2 separate regions of the Capra hircus genome follow, and region 2 is linked to region 1. Evidence: chromatin contacts called from public Hi-C data. All regions are on one chromosome and are shown on one strand. Each heading gives the region's core, a stretch centred on a gene start, on an enhancer-like site or on the middle of the called end of the contact. The rest is flanking DNA. Distances are from core to core; before and after follow the strand shown. Region 1 has its middle 150 kb from the start of TRNAI-UAU. Region 2 holds the start of ZFP36L2 (zinc finger protein 36, C3H1 type-like 2).

Region 1 (4,833 bases), core at 1,996-4,495:
AGCCTCGTGCAGGCCTTCCTGTCCTGCCACCAGAATGGGATGGTCGGGGTGAGAAAGCCTCTGCGCGCAGGGCAGACTGCCTGGGATGCCCTCTCAGGAGGCACCCCACGCAACAGTCCCCTAAACACACCCATTCAGACTCCAGCCAGGCTCCCTGATGCCCCATCCCTGCCCACTGGCAGGGCGAGGTCAGTCCCCACTGGGCGGGGGAGTGGGGGCAACAGGTGGGAGGAGGAGGGCAGCTGAGGGGTGGGGGTGGGGGCTGAACTGAATAGCTGCTTTCTTCTCAGAGGCTCCCCCCGCCCCCAGTGGTCACTGATTAACCCTCCAGACCAGATAACCCCTGTATAGGAGGGAAAAAAATGTGTTTATCTTGGGTTGTAAAACATCAATATTGACTTCTCAAAGGGGAAGCCAAAGGGGAAGAGGAGGTGGGGTTGAGGAGGGTGTGAGACTTGTCACCCCTCCTTCTCGAGGCCTGAAACACACTTGCCTGACACGCAGGGGCCAGCGCACCTGGTCTCCTTCCCTAAGGAGAATATTGGGTATTAGGGCTGCAGCAGCTAAAGAAGCTGGATCCCACCCCCTTCCACCTCAGAGTCATCCCTGCCTTTGCACACCCCCCCCCAATTATTCTCCACTCTGCTGCTCAGGAGGCCTGTTCCCCTGCCTGTCCCCCTCCCCCATCCTGACCCCAGCAGATAAGAGAGCGATCCAGGTCATGGGTTGGATCTGCTGTTTCCCAACTCTGCAACGTGGACAGGGGATCGCCTTGAGGCCCGGTTCCCTCAGCTGTCCCATGGCGGGAGTCACAGCACCCAGCTCACAGGGTTCCTTAGGGTGACTGACCGAGGTCCCTTCTAAGAAGCCCTTGGAGCTGGTGCTGCTGTGAACACCATCACTTCCCCACCTTGTTCTCTCTTTCCTCTCCTGTCCCCTCCCTCCTGTAGCTTGAAGCAACCATCACCACGGACCCTCTTCCTTGCTCTCAGCGGAGGCCCCCTGACGTGGCTGTGGGGTGGACAGTGTCGGACTCACCCAGGACCAGAGACCACGCATGGTCTGACCAGGGCTGTGGGTCTGTAACCCTCTTCCCTCTCGCCCAGAAGGAGTCAACGCAAACACTCTCTCTGGCTGGCACTTTTCCTCAGAGGGCCTGAGGAAGGGGCCTGTGGGCACACGATGTTTGGGAGGGGGCTGCCGGCTCTAAAAGTGTGGCTCTGTCCTCCTCAGGGAACCTCACACCTACATCCCGGGGTCTTCTCTCCAGCCTCCATCCCCTTTCTGAAAGGTGCTCCTCCTGCCTCTCTTGGTCCTTCCAGCCTGGGCTGGGCCCTTTCTGCCCCTCACTTCATTCTGGGCTCCGGAAGCAGTGCGGGAGGCATCAGGCTTCTTTGATCCTCACCCAAGGCCAGGATTCTCTCCTCCCTGGCCCCAGGTGAGTCTCACCTGATGCTGTGGGAGGCCAAGGCCCCAGCCCCAAGTGCCCTTCATCCAGGTGGCCGGAGGGGCCCTGTCCCTGGGCACCTGGTCAATTATTAACATTGAGCAAACTCAGGCCGGTGGGCCCCTCGGCAGGGTCAGGACCAGACAAAGGCCCTGCTGTCTCCCTGAGCTGCCATCTTGGTGGGGGGTTGCTGGCTGGCTAGTCACCCCACAGTGGCAACACTCCTGCCTCCAGCAGGGTGCTGGAGTGGCTGCCCCTCTGCAAGGGATTGGGTGGAGATAGGCCCTGGAAGAAGAGGAGGAGGGGGTGGGGTTTGGCCACAAGCCTGTTTTTAAGCCTCTTCATATTTGTGAGCAAGCCTAGGGTGGGGGCTGGGGAAGCAAGGGCCTGCCTCGGGGCTCCCCAGGTAGGCTGCTTCCTGCAGCGTGTGCCACAGGGTGGTGACCTGCCCCTGAGAACAGCTCTCTGCCCCCTCCTCTCCCCCTTCATCCCCCCATCTTCCTTCATTTGGAAATGTGCCGAGTGTCTTCTATGTGTCAGAAGTGTCCCCCATCTCTCCCCATTCCCCCAAACTTCTGCTCCTTCCCAATGCCTTTGCTTGCACTCTTCCATAATCTGGGAAACCCTTTTTCTTTCTCCCTCTGAATCTCTTCCTCCCCCAAGAAGTCCTCCTTTCTCACCCTAACACCATCGCCCTGGCTCCCTCACACTGAAGCTCTCATCTCACTGGGCCTGGGGCCCCTCGCCAGCTGCACCATAAGGTCCTTAGGGGCTAGGAGCCAAGACTTCCCTTTCCCCACCACAGGCAACGAGCACATTAGCAGCTTTATCAGCAATGCCTCCCTCAGCCACAAATCAAGCAACAAGTTACTTTCTTGCAGAACAACCACTCCGGAGACAACTTTCACATCTGCCAGAAGATTCCAGATGCACAGCAGGCCCCAGAGTCAGCCTTGCCAGCCCAGAACCCCTCCAGCTGACTCCCTTTGGTCTTTCTGCCACGGTCATCCTTGCTCCTGGGTCCCATTGCCCTCTAGGCACCCCCCCGCACCCCCCCAACCCAACTCCATGCATCTCCAGCACCAACTGATATCCACTCTGCCACAAATGAGCTGCCCCACCCCAGGGAAGGAAGAAGTGGGGAGAGAAGGAGGGGTTCTTCAGGTTTCCCTTCTTGGCTAAAGACCTAGAGAGTAGGAGGTACAGGGCGGGTCAGCAGCGGGAGGGTCACCATACTGAAAGCTGGCGCAATGTATTTTGTCCTTCATTCATTCAGAGCAAATGCTTTCTCTACCCTGCCTCTCCTGCCGATGTTGAACGCTCCTGGGAGCCTCCTGGTAACCTCTTCCTTAGTTGAGGGTAGTGAGCACCTCCTGAGGACAGAAGATGTGACCAGCCCTAGGCGGAGCCACTCAGGAAAGACCCCCATGGTGACATTCCCATTGGCAGATGTCTCTCCCCTGGCTGGACCTAGAGTTTCCGTGTCCTGTGATGATGCCCCCAAGTGAACCAGCTCACAGACAGTGACCCTAGTTGAAGGCAGAAATGGAGGGGAGAGGGACAGAGAGGAGGGGCAGAGAGAGGCTGGGGATGAAACCCAGAGAGTGGGGAGGAGTGAGTGGAGCGGGTAGACACAAGGAGAGCAGCAGGCCCTCTGGGAGGGAGACAGGACTGGGGTGCGCCCCCTCAACCCCTCTCCAGCAGCCCCCAGAGCGGCTCCTGGCCCCTCCCACTCTCAAGCAGGAATTGCGGCCACTCCTTGGGCCCCTCAGTCACCAATTCCAGCACGATGGCGCCATCTGCTGTGAGGAGTGAGCAGCACAGCTTGCTCCATTAAGGAGTTTTGAGAATTTGGGGTGAGGGTAACTCCTCTCTCAGGCTTCCCAGGTGGCTCAGAGGTAAGGAATCCATCTGCCAGTGCAGAGGCCACAGGAGATGCGAGTTTGATCCCTGGGTGGGGAAGATTTCCTGGAGGAAGAAATGGCAACCCACTCGAGGGTTCTTGCCTGGAGAATTCCATGGACAAAGGAGCCTGGCAGGCTACAGTCCATAGGGTCGCAAAGAGTCGGACACGACTAGGCAACTAAGCATGCGACTCCCGTCTCATGAATCTCAGGGATCGCAGCCTCTGTTCTGGGCTCCGGGAAATAGTCTTCAGTGTGGGGTCATCTCTCATGACCCCCAGACACCTCTCAGGTGGCCAGATTCTTTCACCTCGCTTTCCAGGTCCCCACAGATAGGGCTGGAGCCCTGCCACACCTCTCCCCTTTGGCTGGACCTCTCCTCACTCTCTGACCCCAGGACAGTGTCTCCTTTCCTCTGACTGTCCTATGGTTACAGCTCCCAAGTGGCCTCCCCACCCCAGCTTTTCACAACTCACAGTTCCTCACCACCTTTCAGCTAAAGTCTGGGTTGGATCAAACTGAGCATGACCCGCCCCCCACCCCCCACCGCCGCCTGGGAGGAGGCCAGCGAGCTGGGGGCGGGGGTTGGCTGGGTCAGTGTCGGGGCTGGGCCCAACACTGGAGATCTTCGCTGGCCTTCGTGCCCTACTTCGCCAAGACGAGCTGAGATAGCTCAGTCTGTGGTCCCGGCTGTCGCCCAGTCTGTAGGCAGGGCTCTTCAGCCTTCTAAAGGCCTCTTGGGCTCCTTCTCTCCTTCCCTCCCCTGCTTCTTCTCCCGCACCCATAGCCTGGATTAGCGCCGTATCTTCATGGACTCTCCCTCTCTAGATCCTCGTCCTTCCTGCCAGGACAGTCCTTCCAAACTTCCAAGTGATCCCTTCACATTGTTCAGTCGCTCAGTCGCGTCCTATTCTCTGCAACCCCATGGACTGCAGCACGCCAGGATCCCTTCATGCCTCTGCTTAAATTCCTTCATAATCTCCCTGTTGTCTTCTGGAAGAAATGCAAACCGCCCCATCAGGCAGGCAGGGCCACACGCCCTCTGGCCCCTCCAGCTTCATCTCTCAACACCCTTCCTTTCGCCCTGCCGTGGCCATGCCAGGGGCGCCTGTGGTCTGCCGCACCTGGGCCTGCGAGCGCTCCCCTAGCCTAGAACACCTTCCCTTTGCTTGGCTTACTCCTCCCCTCCATGAAGCAGCTCAGACCTCACCTCCTGTGAGAAGCCTTTCCTGACAGTTCCCCAACCCTCCCTAAGAAGGTGAGCTCCTCATATATTATACAAACAACCCTCAACCTCACCTAGGACAGGGACCTGGTCTTTGTGGCAAGTAGATATGCAGGAATGAAGGGACAGATGAATGAATGAGGGCATCTGGGCCCGGGGCGACAGCCAGAAAAACCAGAGGACCATGCTTCTCTGGGTTCTCTGCCCTCCCCTACCCGCTGAGCCCTGTCCCTCGCTTGACAACCCCCTTCCTTGTG
Region 2 (5,485 bases), core at 347-2,846, 220 kb before region 1:
TCCTGAAGTCCTTACAGCCCTGCCCTGGCTCAAGCACCCTGGATGGGTAGAGAGTCCAGCAGTTGGCTCTGCATGCAAGCTGAACTTGAAGGAGTTGGTTTCCTGAGAGACAGGCCTAGTTCATTCCTTCCCAGGGTACTGAGAGAGGGAGTGAGTGCAGCGGAATGTAAATAAGCACAAGGATACACAGCCAGAAATAAGATCAACTGGGCAAGGGGGTGTGGGTCGCAGGAGCTTCTTTCCCTGGCAGGTACTGGACCTTCCAACTTAGGCCCAGTAACAGCCTAGGCTGCCAGGTGTGCGAAATCATGGGCCGGACTCCAGCCTTTCAGAGGCAGCGTCTGCATAGACGCGGAGAAGTGTCCTGGACAGGACCCCAGATCTAACAGAGGCTTAAGCCTCACTGGGTGCTGGGGCGGGGTGGTGTCTGCCTCACACCCAGAGGGCACTGGCTGGCAAAATCTTATACCAATGCAGGCTTCTGGGGTGTGGGAGTGGCAAGAGAAGGTAAGGAGAGCCCACTAGGTGTATCCTCGGTGCCCAGCCTTGCCTGGCTGCGGGTAGTCCTCAGCGGGAGCCCGCAACCCAGGACGAGCTAAGGAAGGGCGCGGCGCCCTGAACGGCCAGGGAGGGTCTAGGAGGGGCGCGCCAGGCCAAGGCTGCGGCGGACGGGAGCCTCAGCGGGCAGCTGTACCTCGACCCCCAGGAGGACTGTGGAAAGCCGGACAGACCAGCAGACGGACAAGGCGGCGGGAAGTGGCCTCCATGCCTGCGCGGTTCTCCCGGCCTTTCCTCCCGTCCTCCCAGGCGGCTCTCCCGCCCGGGACGCCCCGCGCCACTCTGCGACTTTGGCCCTGGCTCAAGGTCTTGTGATGTGATTAGCAAAGCCAGCGCCTTGTCCTCAGACACTCAGCCCTGCCCGGCAGGCCTCGGCATTCAAGCCCTGTTTACTGCAGTCTGGGCGGGAAGAGGGGCGGAGAAACGGGCCCAGGCTCCTCCGGGAGAGACTGCCCAGGCGGCCGCCCGCGTGGCCGCTCCCGCCCCCACCCCCACCGCATCTCCACGTGCAGTCGGGACGCAGCCACCACCCATTAAACTCGGGCCCAGAGTCCCCGCCCCCCCGGCCAGAGGACCCTTTCCAAAGCAGCCGGGCCGCGCGGACGGTTGCAATATTCTTGCACTTTGCAATTCCCGCGCCCAATATTAAACAGAGTAGGAGATAAAAGCTCCGCAATTTCGTCTAGCAGGATCGGGCGGGGAAAGACACGTTCAGGGCTGCAGAAACCCAACCACGTTAGACCTGCTGGGGATTTCCGACAGAACAGCCCCAGAAGAAGGGAGCCGTATCCTCCCGCCACCAACCAGCAGCACCCATCTCCGCCGAGATCTCCACGCCGCCCCGGGAGCCCAAGGCGGCCAGCCCCGCCCCGAGGCCTCTTCGTCCCCTCCCCCAGAGGAAAAAAATTGGCGGCGGCCAATGGGAGGCCAGGAAGGCTCTTGACGTCCGCCAGCGGGCGGGAGGCGTTGCCTGGAGACCCCTACGGGGTCAGCGTTCTGTCCCCTCCCCTCGCACGCCCGCCCCGGAGCGGCCGCGCTCCGGGGGCTCTATATAGGGCGCGCGCTCGCGGGCCGCTGAGTTCCACCAGTCCGCGAGCTGCCGTCGGCTCCGCGCGGGGGGGGCGGGCCGGGCACCCCGGGGCGCGGAGGAGCGCTCTAGCTTAATTCTTCTTTCCCCCCAACTCCGCACTCCCGGGCACCCTCAAACCAGTCCACGCTGCTGCCCCCGCTCCCTCTTTTCTCGCCCCCCAGCAAACTTTCGGTCTCTCCCTCGCCCCTCGCCCGTTACTCGTCGTGGCTCGGGCCCGGCCGCGCCGCCCCGAGGGCTCCTCCGGATCTCCCAGTCTCCAGCTCCGACCATTAGAGGATCCAGAAACATGTCGACCACACTTCTGTCCGCCTTCTACGATATCGACTTCTTGTGCAAGGTACGCGGGTGAGCAGGGAGCCCTTCAAGTTCTCAGGCTTGGCCTTCTGTCCTCGGCTTTGGGGGTTCTCTTCCCGCTCTGACTTTTTTAGATTCGGGAAAAATCCCAGAGTTTGCACTGTTGCTCGAGCCTTGTGGGCGGGGAGAAGGAGCAGCTGGGAGGAAAGGCAGAAGGGAGTCGCTGTAGCTGTTAAGTTTCACCGCAGCCACGCTGCCCGGGGCTTCCCGGACGGGGTTTGCGCCGCCCAGGCCTGCGGCCCACGGCTGAGGATCACATGTCGCGACGCAGCGCGGCCTAGGGTGGGAGAGTCCGGCTCCTCCCAGTACGAACTTGATTCTTGTGCGCGTTTAAGTGTGGAAGTTGGGCCGAATCGAGATCCGAAAAAAGGAAAAAGAATCGGAGGGCTGGTAGTGGCTACTCCGCAACTCGCCCCAACTCTTCCCTCCTCCCTTTTCATCTCTTCCCCGCTCCCCTCCTCTTGGCAGACGGAGAAATCCCTGGCCAACCTCAATCTGAACAACATGCTGGACAAGAAGGCGGTGGGGACACCCGTGGCCACCGCCCCCAGCTCGGGCTTCACGCCGGGCTTCCTCCGACGGCACTCGGCCAGCAACCTGCACGCGCTCGCCCACCCCGCGCCTAGCCCCGGCAGCTGCTCGCCCAAGTTCCCGGGCGCGGCTAACGGTAGCGCGGCGGCCGGCGGCTCGGCCTCCTACGGCACCCTCAAGGAGCCGTCGGGGGGCGGCGGCACCGCCCTGCTGAACAAGGAGAACAAATTCCGGGACCGCTCGTTCAGCGAGAACGGGGAGCGCAGCCAGCACCTCCTGCACCTGCAGCAACAGCAGAAGGGGGGCGGCGGCTCCCAGATCAATTCGACCCGCTACAAAACTGAGCTGTGCCGGCCCTTCGAGGAGAGTGGCACCTGCAAGTACGGCGAGAAGTGCCAGTTCGCGCACGGCTTCCACGAGCTGCGCAGCCTGACGCGGCACCCCAAGTACAAAACCGAGCTGTGCCGCACCTTCCACACCATCGGCTTCTGCCCCTACGGGCCGCGCTGCCACTTCATCCATAACGCTGATGAGCGGCGACCCGCGCCGTCCGGGGGCGCCTCCGGGGACTTGCGCACCTTCAGCGCCCGCGATGCGCTGCACCTAGGCTTCCCGCGGGAACCGCGGCCCAAGCTGCACCATAGCCTCAGCTTCTCGGGCTTCCCGTCGGGCCACCACCAGCCCCCTGGGGGCCTCGAGTCGCCCCTGCTTCTCGACAGCCCCACGTCGCGCACACCGCCGCCACCCTCCTGCTCCTCGGCCTCGTCTTGCTCGTCGTCCGCTTCGTCCTGCTCGTCGGCCTCGGCAGCCTCCACGCCCTCCGGCGCCCCGACGTGCTGCGCCTCTGCTGCGGCCGCGGCGGCGGCCGCGCTGCTGTACGGCACCGGGGGCGCCGAGGACTTGCTTGCACCCGGCGCGCCCTGCGCCACCTGCTCGTCGGCCTCGTGCGCTAACAACGCCTTCGCCTTCGGCCCGGAGCTGAGCAGCCTCATCACACCGCTCGCCATCCAGACCCACAACTTTGCCGCTGTGGCTGCTGCCGCCTACTATCGCAGCCAACAACAGCAGCAGCAACAGGGCCTGGTGCCCCCCGCGCAGCCCCCGGCGCCGCCCAGCGCGCCCCTCCCTGCCAGCGCCGCCGCGCCGCCCTCGCCGCCCTTCAGCTTCCAGTTGCCGCGCCGCCTGTCCGAGTCGCCGGTGTTCGACGCGCCCCCTAGCCCCCCAGACTCGCTGTCGGACCGCGACAGCTACTTGAGCGGCTCCCTGAGCTCGGGCAGCCTCAGCGGCTCTGAGTCCCCCGGCCTTGACCCGGGTCGCCGCCTACCCATCTTCAGCCGCCTCTCCGTCTCCGACGACTGAGGCAAGAGGGCGCCAGTGAGGAGAAGGAAGGGAAGGCCGTTCTGGGGGTGTTGGAGGGCGCCCCTGCTTAGGGGCAGAGGGGCACGGGAGTGTGGGGAGTGACATCGGCCACAAGCAGACTGCAGGCTGTGCCGAGCACTTGGACTCGAACTTGAGTGCCGGGAGGGGCCCCCACCCCTCCCCTTTCGGTTCCCTCTTTGTTTTTGTTTTTTTTTTAATTATTATTATTATTTTTATTATTATTACGAAGTTTCATTCTTGTTGAGCGGGAAAAAAGCCAACGAACTTTTTGTATTGATGAACAAAAGACTCACAACAGAGCAGTTGTGATGCGGATAGAACAAAAAACCAAACAACAAACTTTTTTAGGTCTCCGATGCGTTTGGGATTTTAGGAAAAATCAACCCAGCACCAGCAGCTATCAACCACCATTCCATATCTTCACTTGAAAAGCATTAGTTACAGTCCAGATGTCGGGACTCTTGTCTTGAGAGAAGTTCCTAATTGTTTGTCCCAGACCAGTGTAAACAAACCAGCCAACCACCGCCTTGCTAAACCTATAAGCTTTTAGAATCCAATATTCTGCCAAGAATATGCCTTGATAGTACACCTCAGCTCCATAGGTGTTTGTTTTTTAACAAAGTTATATATGTCTGGAAAAAAGAAAACCTTGCATTCCAAAGTTTCATACTGGTTACTGGTTTCATTGCCACCACTTAGTGGATGTTTAATTTAGAACCATTTTGTCTGCTCTTTCTGGAAGCCTTGGGCAGAGCTTAGTTTGTAATTGATGGGGAATAACTGCTGAATTTTTAGCTGTTTTGAGTTGATTCGCACCACTGCACCACAACTCAATATGAAAAAAAAAACTATTTAACTTATTTATTATCTTGTGAAAAGTATACATTGAAAATTTTGTTCATACTGTATTTATCAAGTATGATGGAAAGCAATAGATATATATTCTTTTATTATGTTAAGTTATGATTGCCATTATTAATCGGCAAAATGTGGAGTGTATGTTCTTTTCACAGTAATATATGCCTTTTGTAACTTCACATGGTTATTTTATTGTAAATGAGTAAAAAAATCTTAATTTAAGAGATTGTATGTAATATTTATTTCATTAATTTCTTTCCTTGTTTACGTAAATTTTGAAAGATTGCATGATTTCTTTACAGAAATCTATCTTGATGCTGTGGAAGTAGTTTGAGGAATATCTTATGAGTTTTTCTTAGAATGTATAATGGTTGTAGCCCATCCAACTTTAAAAGAAAAAATGACCACATTGCAATCAGGCTTACATGTGGCATGCTTTTCTCATTCCAACTTTATAAATTAGCAAAAGATGTTTTTTGTTTGCTTATTCCACCAGTTCCACTGTGACATACTCTGCATATAAAGACATGTAGCAATAATGGGGGGGGGGCGGTAATCTTACAGTGCCTTTGGAAGGGCCAGAACTTGCCTTAAATTTTCCTCAACCAAATAAGTATTTTGTCTATTAGTGCTTGAGAGAATCTGAATGTAGGATGGGTTCAACTGCACAAAAGGAGAAGATTTTTACCACTTTTTTTTATATAGATATAAAGT

The links. Hi-C and Micro-C count contacts between places; a contact is called where the count stands out from the background.
Region 2: a Hi-C map of blood shows a contact between it and region 1, with 5 times the contacts expected there. The contact joins the promoter of ZFP36L2 here to the enhancer-like site in region 1. A contact is called at or near these places in 2 of 5 Hi-C or Micro-C datasets (both in blood).

The regions. Positions count from the first base shown.
Region 1 is chr11:25,169,798-25,174,630 of ARS1.2, reverse strand. No RefSeq gene overlaps it. Among named protein-coding and RNA genes, the nearest start is that of TRNAI-UAU, 150 kb to the right of the region's middle. Within about 2 kb of position 3,245, at least 3 of the 5 cell types and tissues checked have an H3K27ac peak or open chromatin away from gene starts, as enhancers often do.
Region 2 is chr11:25,386,758-25,392,242 of ARS1.2, reverse strand. ZFP36L2 (zinc finger protein 36, C3H1 type-like 2) reads left to right here and starts at 1,596. Exons shown (of 2, transcript XM_013967582.2): 1 at 1,596-1,985; 2 at 2,471-5,485. The coding sequence starts at 1,935. The coding sequence ends at 3,892.